Regions from separate parts of the Rattus norvegicus genome. Here region 1 is linked to region 2. The links are chromatin contacts, called in public Hi-C maps. All regions are on one chromosome and are shown on one strand. The core of a region is the stretch at or near the end of the contact, and the rest is flanking DNA. Distances in the headings are between cores, read along the strand shown. Region 1 has its middle 7.3 kb from the start of Gadd45g. Region 2 overlaps LOC100910343 (a long non-coding RNA gene).

Region 1 (5,243 bases), core at 952-3,451, 250 kb before region 2:
CACCAAGCCGGATGATCTGACTTTGATCCCCAGAACCCACATGGCAGAAAGAGAGAGCAGACTTCTGTAAGTGTGCTGTTTCCCCATGGGCACACACACAAGATGAATAAATCAATTAAAGAAAGATTAAGATAATTGAAACCAAGACAGAACTGGGGGGTTCTGGGAGGGCTAGGCAGCCCTGTTCATGCAGAGCACAGAGCAGTGTCTACTCAGGGAGCCTTCCTTCCCAGGAAGATGATAGGACAGAAGGATCTCCGCCACTTAGTGTACTTCTAAAGGACATAGTTCTGGCATTAAGCACTTCATTAAAAGATTTACCCCAGTGGGAAAAAGCAAAAATTAAATTTTCCAGATGAAGAGAAAACCAAACAAGGCTGGGAAGCCAACTGAGAGAATAGACTTTTTAAAAAATATCTATTTAAAAAAAAGATTTCGAGGGGTTTACCATTGGTTTTCTAGGCCATCAGCCCCCTGAACTTTTCCTTCAGGTATGTAACTATTCTGACAAGACAGAAGATATGTTAAAGAGAGATTCTTGTGAATTCAGACTACTGAAACTTCAGGCTCCAAAGAATTAAAATTTCCCCAAGAATTTCACGTCGGGGGGCGGAGGTGGGGGAGGGAAAGGTGAAGTCCTAACGCCAGAGGAGTAACTTGCCTCCCAGGAAGAGATTCCACACGGTTCTGATAACTTATCAGACCACCTTGAAGGACAGACAGGAGCCTAGAGATGGCTCAGCGATAGGTGAGACCTCACCCAGGTGAGGTTCACTTAGCTGTGCATACCTCTTCTTGCCTTTATCAAAGGTCAAGGAAGCTAAACGTCGTGTCAGGATCCCAAGGACAGGCAATGGGGAATCACTGGATCTCTTATTTTTTCCTCTCTCTGATGTGGCCACATTGAATAAATCTCCTTTTTCTGCTTTTCATGACCACTTGTTGACTTACTTAGTGATCTCATGTTAGGTGGCTGAGCCTAGCTTGCTGGGACTACTGGGGAGGGGGCGGGTTCAAACTCTACCAGCTCCAGTAACAGGTTGCTTCGAATGGTCCAAAGGAAATTGTCCTTCCACCTTCCACAGGCCCCATGGGAGCTTTATGAATTGCTGGGGGGCAGCGAAGGTTGATTTCAAATGGGCAAGCCTCAGACGCATGTGGTTGCAAAGAATGGCTGAGCTGGCTGCAAAGAGGCGGGGACAATGGGGACTGTGGGGTGCTGGCAACTATATCAGGGCTTTGGTTTCTGACCTAGAGCAAATTTACATTTGGCCTTTGGAACTTGCCCCGCTTTTAAGTTGAATTCAAGCCTTTATCTTCTTAAGACTTGCCAAATTATTTCACCTCTCTAGGTTCATAAAAGCTCTCCAGGAAAGGATGAAGGCTACTTGGGGTGGGGGTTGGGGGTGGGGATTCTAAGAGGAGGCCGGGTGTCCTTAGAGAACCTGGCATCCAGCCACCCCCGACATACACACTTTTTTTTTTTTTTTCTGTTTGTAGCATCTGGGCTTTGATGAACGCCCGCTGGCTTTCTTTAGTGCAGTGTTGGACATGGCCTCCCCTTCAGTTCTGATCAGGCTGGACCGTGTATACAGGGAGTGTCTGGGGCCCGCTCCAGTGTCCTCAGACCCACCAGGTCCTTACTGATTTCACCTTGAAGGCACGGTGTTGAAAGCAGTGCGAAATGGGAGTGCACCAGGGAGACCTTTTCCCCTCACACAGTGGCTAATCGTGTGAGATTCCTGCATGCCGCCGAAAAATGTGTCACCACTCACATTCCTGTCGTTTTAGTGTTTCTCGAGCGCCGTCTCCCATTTATCCCCGCTCTCTGAATTCTCTGCAGTCCAGCCCTTCCCAGAAAGTGGCCGAGTGCTTTCCCAGGAGCTGATATTACCCTCCTTCCGGGTCCCTCTCCCTCCCTCCTCCTCTTTCCTCTCTCTCAGCCCCTCTCCCCCTCTCCTGCGGGGTGCCAGACTCCAGTGAAGTGGATCTCCTCGCCAGGGCTGCTGCTGCTCTCTGAACTAGGTCTGACTCTGGGGAGATCCTATGAGCAGAGGCTGACAGTTCGCCCCTGCCTAGAGCCCTTGCAGACCCCTTGCTCATGTCTACTCTTTTGTCTTGGTGTTCCCCAGCCGAGCCGTCTCCTCTGACTCACCAGGGCTCTCCTCGTGCTGCGAGCCCTGCCCATATAGAGAGGTCCAGTCTGTGCTGGGACAGACAGTGACTCAGCCCCAGATCCTTCTGGCCAAAGGCCTCCTGCGGAGCTCCACACTTCTCCTCTCTCCAAGTGCCCCCTTGCTCCACAATCTCCTTTGACAATTGGGATCTTGACCTATAAGGAGGACTCTGGGCATAGCAGTATGGCTGTGGTGACAATGGCAGGGTGAGATGGTGAGGAGGAGGAGGTGGTCTTCTGTGGGCTTAGCCTGCCTGCCTCCTTGCCCCCGGAGGCTGTCCCCGCTCTTCCCACTACTTCCTCAATTGTTCCAATTGCAGATCCCTCCCCACACTTAGGTTTGCTTAGGTTACTAGGCAACCGGAAGTCTCCAGGTGAGAGCAGCCACCGGAGCACGTTCAGAGGAGATGGGTCTGGTCTGAAGCCCTGGCTGAGGTGGCTCCCAGGCCTTGGCCTAGGACAATGATGAAAGCAGATCTCAGCATCCAAGACAGAGGCCTGAGGCAGGTGAAGGGCTGGGGAGAGTAGCCAATGGAGGGCTGGGACAAGGGAAGGGGTACGAGCTGTGCCAGGGGAAGGGAGGGCAGGTGGAGGGCTGTGCCAGGGGAGGTGATGGACTCTCTAAGCCCCATCAGTCTCTCTGCCTTTCGAGAGGCAGGAGGCAGCAAGCACACAGAGCTGGCCTGAAACAGTGCCAGGTAAAAATCAATATTGCAGCTGCCAAGGGAGTCTTAGAACTTTAGGGGAACAGAACACAGTGTTGCTGGGAGGACAGAGTGGGCTGCTTTCCTGGCCCTTTCCCACAAGGAACAGGCACTTCTGGACATGAGACTTTTCCTCTCAGGCTGACAACAGATCTTTCAGCAGTGCCCATGTACCTGACTAACAGTGCTAGGCGGGGAAGGCCCCATGCAGGGTTCTCTCTACCCAGGAGAGCACAGAGCCAACAAAACCTGATTCAGAGATGAGTAGGTTTCTGGACAAATGTCACAAGCGAGGTCCTTGAAGTCCAGGAGTCTGCTTTTCCAATCCTGTCATTATCAGGATAGGTAATTATCTCCGAGCATGGATGAGAGGTCAGCTGGTGCCTGTGCATCTGCTGCTGTCTGCTGGACCTGAAAGCCAGGTTGGACAGATGACAGTCATCAGTAGCGTCCCAGGTGACACTCACCAGGAGGCAGAGCTCTGGTCATGAGTCTGTGATGAGAGCCAGCTCTGAGCATTCTTCCTCAGTTGATTAAAGGGCTTTCCAGATGTGGCTAAGGTTACTGAGCGGTGTATCTGAAGAGAGAGAGAGAGAGAGAGAGAGAGAGAGAGAGAGAGAGAGAGAGAGAGAGAGAGGGAGAGGGAGAGACAGACAGAGAGAGAGAGAGAGAGAGCTGCTCTGCTAAGAGATTCATCTAGTCACAGGCACCCTAAAGAGCAGTGGTAGGGAAGGGATTTGGATACTGTAGGGTGTATCCATCCCTGCTGGGTCTGGAAGACAAGAGTTAGCTGGGAAGCAGCAAATCGGGGTGGTCCTTAGCTCTGGCTGTCACCCCACCATGTGAAGAGGACCTAATTCTTACCCACACAGGAACCTGTACCTGTCAACAATACACTTGAGCTCTAACTCAGACTCCCCAGAGCCTAGCACATAGCTTGTAGGACTCTCTGCACAGGTACCTTCCCAGCTGGCCCATGGCACCATAAGAAATGGCACAGGAACTGTTCAAAACGGAGTTTGTGACAGTTTGTTTGACGCAGTATGGCCAGAAGCACCAGTGACCTTTTTATTTTTATTTGTGTATGTGCGCTCGTGCGTGCGTGAGTGCGTGTGTGTATGTGTGTGTGCGTGTCTGTGTGTGTATGTGTATACGTGTGTGTGCGCGTGTGTGTATGTGTATATATGTGTGTGTGCGTGTGTGTATGTGTGTGTGAGCGTGTGCGTGTGCGTGTGTGTGTGTGTGTGTGTGTGTGTGTGTGTGTGTGTACTTGAGTGCAGTCCCTGCACAGGCCAGAAGAGTGCTATACTCCTCGGAGCTGCAGTTATAAGCAGTTGTAAAAGGCCCAATATGGGGGTTGGGGATTTAGCTCAGTGGTAGAGCGCTTGCCTAGGAAGCGCAAGGCCCTGGGTTCGGTCCCCAGCTCCAAAAAAAAGAACCAAAAAAAAAAAAAGGCCCAATATGGGTGGTAGGTATCGAACCCAGGTCCTCTGCAATAGTTGCAATCACTCCTAACAGCTGAGACACTGTTTCAGCTCTGTCCCCTTTGCTGCCCTCTCTTCTCGTTGTCCATAGACTCCACCTGTACTGGGTCACAAACCTCTGGTGCTCCTCCACTGGTCCTGCAACGCCTCCCCACCCCCATCCATCTAGGTATCTTGTTCCTCTGGACATGTCATGCTTCCTTGGAGGATCTGCAGATGAGAAGAAAAACCCAGCATCAGAATTCAGCCAAGTTCAAAAAAAAAAAAAAATAACTGGAAGGCCCTTCTGCATGTACCTTAGGGTGACTGCTTGAGAGCACTGGCTTGGAGAGAGGACATTCAGGGCCAGCTCTAGAGGTGGCTTTCTCATAGAGATGACAGGGAGGGCAGCATGGCAGCCCCAGGCCAATGCTGGCTCCGTCTTAGATCGTCTTAGTTTCATCTATTGCTCTGCTGAAAGCCGTGGGAGCAAAGGGTTTATCTGGTCTATCCTTCCAGGTCACCGTCCATCGTGAAGGGAAGTTAGGGTAGGAAGTCAAAACTTGACAGCAGGCCTGCTTGCCAGTCCAGGCAGCATAACGTCTAATCGGGGAACTTGCTCACAGTCAAGGAAGAACAAGCAGGAACCTTGGGGGATGCCGCTTACATGCTCATGCTGGCCCATCATGCTCATGCTGGCCCATCATGCTCATGCTGGCCCATCATGCTCATGCTGGCCCATCACCTACTAGACCCTTACACAGGACCACCTGCCCAAGTAACGGTGCTCTCCGACACGCCCACCTTCCCATTGCTGCTGGCACCCTTTAATACAGTTCCTCGTGTTGTGGTGACCCCAGCCATGAAATCATCCTGTTGCTACTTTAAAACTGTAATGTT
Region 2 (4,734 bases), core at 1,936-4,435:
ATATTGAAGTAGGTGTCTGTGTGGAGACCGGATGTTAATGTCAGGTGTCATTCCTCAATAACTGTCCACATTATTTACTGAGACAGGGTTTCTTGCCGAACCTCGAATGTTGATATCTGGACTGGGCAGTGAGCCCAAGGACCACTGATCTCTGTCCCCTTCCCCAGTACTGGGGTTACAGGCAGACACCAACCAGATATTGCTCTTTATGTGGGTGCTGGGGATTCAGATTCTCATATTTTCACTGTAAGGACCTTACCCTCGGAGCACCTCCCCAATCCTTTCAAAGCTACCCATGGGACATCTCCCCAAGTGTTCTTTCCTGAAGACTGATTTATTTGTACTGTTATCACTGTATAATGACTGACTTGTTGGGTTTTCCCTGGGCACCAAGCACTCTGAGCATATGGAAAGAAAAGGAAACTATAATCTTAACATCCTGATGAATATTGTCACAGATGGGTAAAGAGTCTGTGTCTACCACAGTGGAATCAAGTCTATAGGGTACCAGGGTCAGCACAGGCCATAGATCACACATGGCAAGCTTGTGCTGCCTTAAAGGCACTTAGGCTCTCCTCTTCCCCCTTTTTCCTTAGTGCCAGGATAGAAACCAACTGGTACTCATGCAGCCTTCTTATCTGAGCTGGCAGCATGCTCTCTGGCTGAAGATAGACAGCAGCAGGTATGAGGCACGTTTGCAATGCTGACTCCTGGGGAGAGCTGTCTCTTCTGCGGTTACTGTAAAACTAGGGAGAGAATCCATAAGTTCCCAGGATGCAGCCTGCCCCACGTGCAGGTGAAGGTCTAGGTGGGCTCCCTTTTGTAACTGGGTCCACAGAGTCCCTTCCGTGCTCTTCTGTCTGGGTTTTTTTGTTTTGTTTTGTTGGATTTTTTTTTTTTTTTTGGACGAAGTACAGGATGAATCATTCTTAGGGAAAGGCTGTTGGGTGGAAACGTGAGAAGCCAGGAGGATGTGACTTGCCTACAGGCGGAACCCTGCACAGTGTGTTCTCCTGCAGGGAACTCGGTTCCAGCAAGAGGCACTAGGGTAAGGGTGTTCCCTCTCAGGAGGCTCCTCAGCTCCACTTGGCAAATGTTACAGTGTGCTACCATGGACTGTCTTAACTGGAAATCTACTCTTTGGTTTTCTGCTCTAATGGCCCGACTGTGCTGTAGGGAAGCCTTGAACCCCAAAGTGGAGAAATACACGCGGTATCTAAAATGGAGGAGCTAGGGAGGGAGATGCTGTTGTGGTTTGAATGGAAATGGTCCCTTAGGGTCACGTGTTTGGACATTTGTTCCTCATGTGAGGGCGTTATTTCAGAATGTTGGGGAATCTTTAGGACGTGGATCCTGGCTAGAGAAAATGAGTCATGAGAGACGGGCTTTTGAGGTTTCTAACGCAGGACGACTTCCTGTTGAGCCTCTGCTCTCTATGTCGTGGTGGTGACCAGCTGGCTTCCTGCTCTTAATGTGCATGCTGTCCCTGCCTTCTGCTGTGACTTCCTCCCAACAAAGGCCTGTGTGCCCATAGACTGCAAGCCAGAAGAATCCTTCTCGCCTCAGGGATTTGTCATGGTAGGAAGAAATGTCATGTGCTTGTGCTCACACAGGGTGGCTGAGCGAGGAATCTTAGCAATGGAGTTTTCCAAACTCCAATCAAGACTATATTAGCACATTTATGGGCAGCCTTCCCGTACCCATGAATCTGAACCCTGGGTAAATATGTCTTCACCATGACAGAGGTGCTCCTGCTCAAGAAGTCTAGAGCCTTTGCTCACTGTGACCTCTGTGGCCTTTCTGAACACACTATCCCACTGGGCAGCAAGGCCTTCATTCTCCTGTAGCTCTCTTTATGCCCGTCAGAATCCAGGTGGCAATTCAACAACTTCTCCATCACTTACTGACATAAATTTGGTTCAGGTGGGATCCTGCCTGGGGAAAAGCTATGTTTTCTGGGGGCGGGCAGCTGCTCAAGATAACAACCAATTAGTGGCAAGGGATAGGAGACAAGGGCTTTTGGGAGATGTATACATCAGTGGGAAACCTGGCTAGGGAGAGGTTCCACAGTGCAAGTCACCGTCTACTGCAAAGCAGCAGTTTCCATCCACAAAACTGTGAGGGTGGAGCCTCCACTTCATGCCTTGTCCTTTCTAGAGAAGGTCGGGGACACTGGAGACAAGATGTGACCACTCGGTGTGCTCTGAGAGAGTGTCTGATGAGCACCACTTGTGGGCATGAGCTCTGTCACTGGGAAATGTGGGATGGCTTAGAACTCGAGTGTGAAAGCCGAGAGCAGCTGAGAGATCACTTCAGGGGAACTGATAATCTCAGTAGGGGCTGCAAGAAAAACCAAATACCGGGCTGTCCTGGGCTACCCTGGGATCAGAGGAACCAGGCTGGATTAGAACAGGGGCTAGCTCTTCTGCAGCCCTCTTGCTAGGATTCCTCAAGTGGGCTTGCCCAATCAGCTCTCTCTATCATGAAATTACTAAAACCTAGCCACTTGTGGATGTGGATATTCCAGCCCCATTGTGCAATGCTTTTCACTCGTGCCTGTCTCTTCCTTATGCTTGTCTTTAGAGGAGCGGAGGGTGCTGTAAAGTATCTCCAGTCCGTGCAGGGAATGAAATAGAATTGGGGTGGGTCTCTGGAATCGTTCCCAGGCGAATGAAAGTGTGCTGTTTCCCTAATTCATGCTTCCTGGCCCAGTGGAGTGGCCCAATACTATGGCGCCAGCTGTCCTATCGAACTCAGTGGGGCCTGAAGCAACGTGTGTCCTGGGAATAGAGTTTAAGAAACAGGCATTTTCCCTCCCCCAGGCATCAGGAACCACACACAGACTACTGTCCTCTGACTCAATAGCTCATGCTTCCCAGCAGAAAACCATATCAAGTAGAAATCAGCACAATGTATGCGCCAGGAGAATCCTCAGCTGACCTGCCTCACAGCTGACGGACATTTTAGTCCCTAATCTTTGGTTGTGGCTCCTTCAATCATGGGCAGTGTACACATGGAACTGATTTCCCATTGGCTTAAAGCAGAACTGACCACAGGTTTCATATTTGGGGGAAGTCACACACTCTGAAGGGGAGAAGAAATGGAAATAAAACACAGTTTGTCACACAAAAGGCAAAGACCTAGAGTTCAGGCTTTTACAAAAGCTGCTGTGTTGGATTCCGAGGGTAAAGACTTATGAGAGGAGCAGGCCAAGAGCCTGACTGCATCTCAGAGATTGCCAGTGAGTGCTGCGCCCTTGGCCACTCTTCTACAACCCTGTCGCCTCTGCTGTCAGGCTGCCTTCCAAGTGTATTTTAACAGCCCAGGGCAGGAGGGAAAAGCCAGGGTGGGCATCTCAGGCGTCCTCCCAGGAGCTGCTGCTCTTGCTTGAGCGTAGAAGGTCCCGTCCAGCCCAAGCATGGAAAGTTGGCTCTGCAACTGAGGTGGGGGAACCTTAGGAGTTGGGCTCAGTGAGAGCTTTTTGAGTCATTGAAGGGGTTCTCTGGGAGAGAACTGTAGAATTCCAGTGTTTCATACCTGTCTCAATCTCTCCCTCCCTCTTTCCCTCCCTCCCTTCCTTCCGCTGCCTGGTTGTGAAGTGAGTTTTGTTCTACTGTAGGCTCTGGCCATAATGTATCACTTTGGGCCTCAGGCAATGGAAGGAGTGGAGTGTGGCCTGAAGCTTCCAAAATTGTGATCCCAACGTAACCTTCTCTGCCAAGAAGCTGCGCTTGGGCATTTGTGAGTGATGGTAGGCGAACTGACATGCTTGTCTCCTGGGAGGAAGGCCCATAAAGTGATTCCCTAGGGCCAGAGACATCCTAGCCTCAAACACTACTGAGAAATGCTAAGACGCCTGAAGCCCACAGCAGACCTCCCAGAAAGGTGAGCGCTCTGCTGGAGCCTGTAGATGGGGGATGAAGTCGTCTGTGTTCAAATGAGGGAACTTTGTGGCTTGGGAATGGCCAGATGTTAGGAGTCTGCCACACACGTTCTTCCTTTGCACCAGAGCTGTTGGAGGGCTCAGGCTGTCATAGACACACACGTGTGTCCCCATGGACACACGGAGGGCGCTTCAGCAGCCTGATTTACACTGTGGTTGCTGGGTTCACACTGTACAAGACCCTGAACCCCTCTGATCTGCAGCAGCTGATCGCAGAGCCCCAAGGCCACCGAGCCTGCGAGAACTGGGAATCCCTTCTGTCTGTTGTAGGCCGATTCATGGGGTACCCATGGCTATGTCTGTGATGAAACTTTGCCACCCACAGTAATCACCCCAATAATTCCAACTATCAAGATTGCCAAAGCCATTGGCACCATGAGCTACAAAGTCCAGGAAATCATGGAGTCTATAGGAAAGAGAAAGACTAATGATGTTGGGGACACATACTATACTGAAATACTGATTAAACTATGGGCACATTTTTTACCAAACAGGAAAGTTTGTGAAGCGCCATTCAAACATGAGCCCTACAGGTCCTCCTGCCACCCGCCTCTTTCCCACTTTCATCTCATCTGGGAAGGATCAACTGCAGGAGGTGGATGAGAAAGGAAGCAGCAAGGTCTGCTCAAGTCCAGCTCACCTGACATACCCTGCTGTCCAACCCCACGTGTGCTGCTGTGGATGCTGGGAGCAGCTGCAGCGTCACAGAGGAAATCCCCTTTGACTTGGGATCCAGTGAGACATCACCTGATTACATAGGCTCCATAATACTCCCTCAGGACAGGAGAACC

Evidence for each region. A called contact is a pair of places that touch in the nucleus more often than the background predicts.
Region 1: a Hi-C map of the Rat2 cell line shows a contact between it and region 2, with 5 times the contacts expected there. The contact joins two enhancer-like sites. A contact is called at or near these places in 3 of 12 Hi-C or Micro-C datasets (the Rat2 cell line, mammary epithelial cells and psoas muscle) and 1 of 1 datasets of contacts at active chromatin or transcription factors (oligodendrocytes).

What each region holds. Positions count from the first base shown.
Region 1 is chr17:13,520,464-13,525,706 of GRCr8, reverse strand. No RefSeq gene overlaps it. Among named protein-coding and RNA genes, the nearest start is that of Gadd45g, 7.3 kb to the left of the region's middle. Within about 2 kb of position 2,201, at least 28 of the 93 cell types and tissues checked have an H3K27ac peak or open chromatin away from gene starts, as enhancers often do.
Region 2 is chr17:13,267,367-13,272,100 of GRCr8, reverse strand. It overlaps LOC100910343 (a long non-coding RNA gene), which reads left to right. Exons shown (of 9, transcript NR_185105.1): 4 at 3,620-3,885; 5 at 4,438-4,734. Among named protein-coding and RNA genes, the nearest start is that of Gadd45g, 260 kb to the left of the region's middle. Within about 2 kb of position 3,185, at least 2 of the 93 cell types and tissues checked have an H3K27ac peak or open chromatin away from gene starts, as enhancers often do.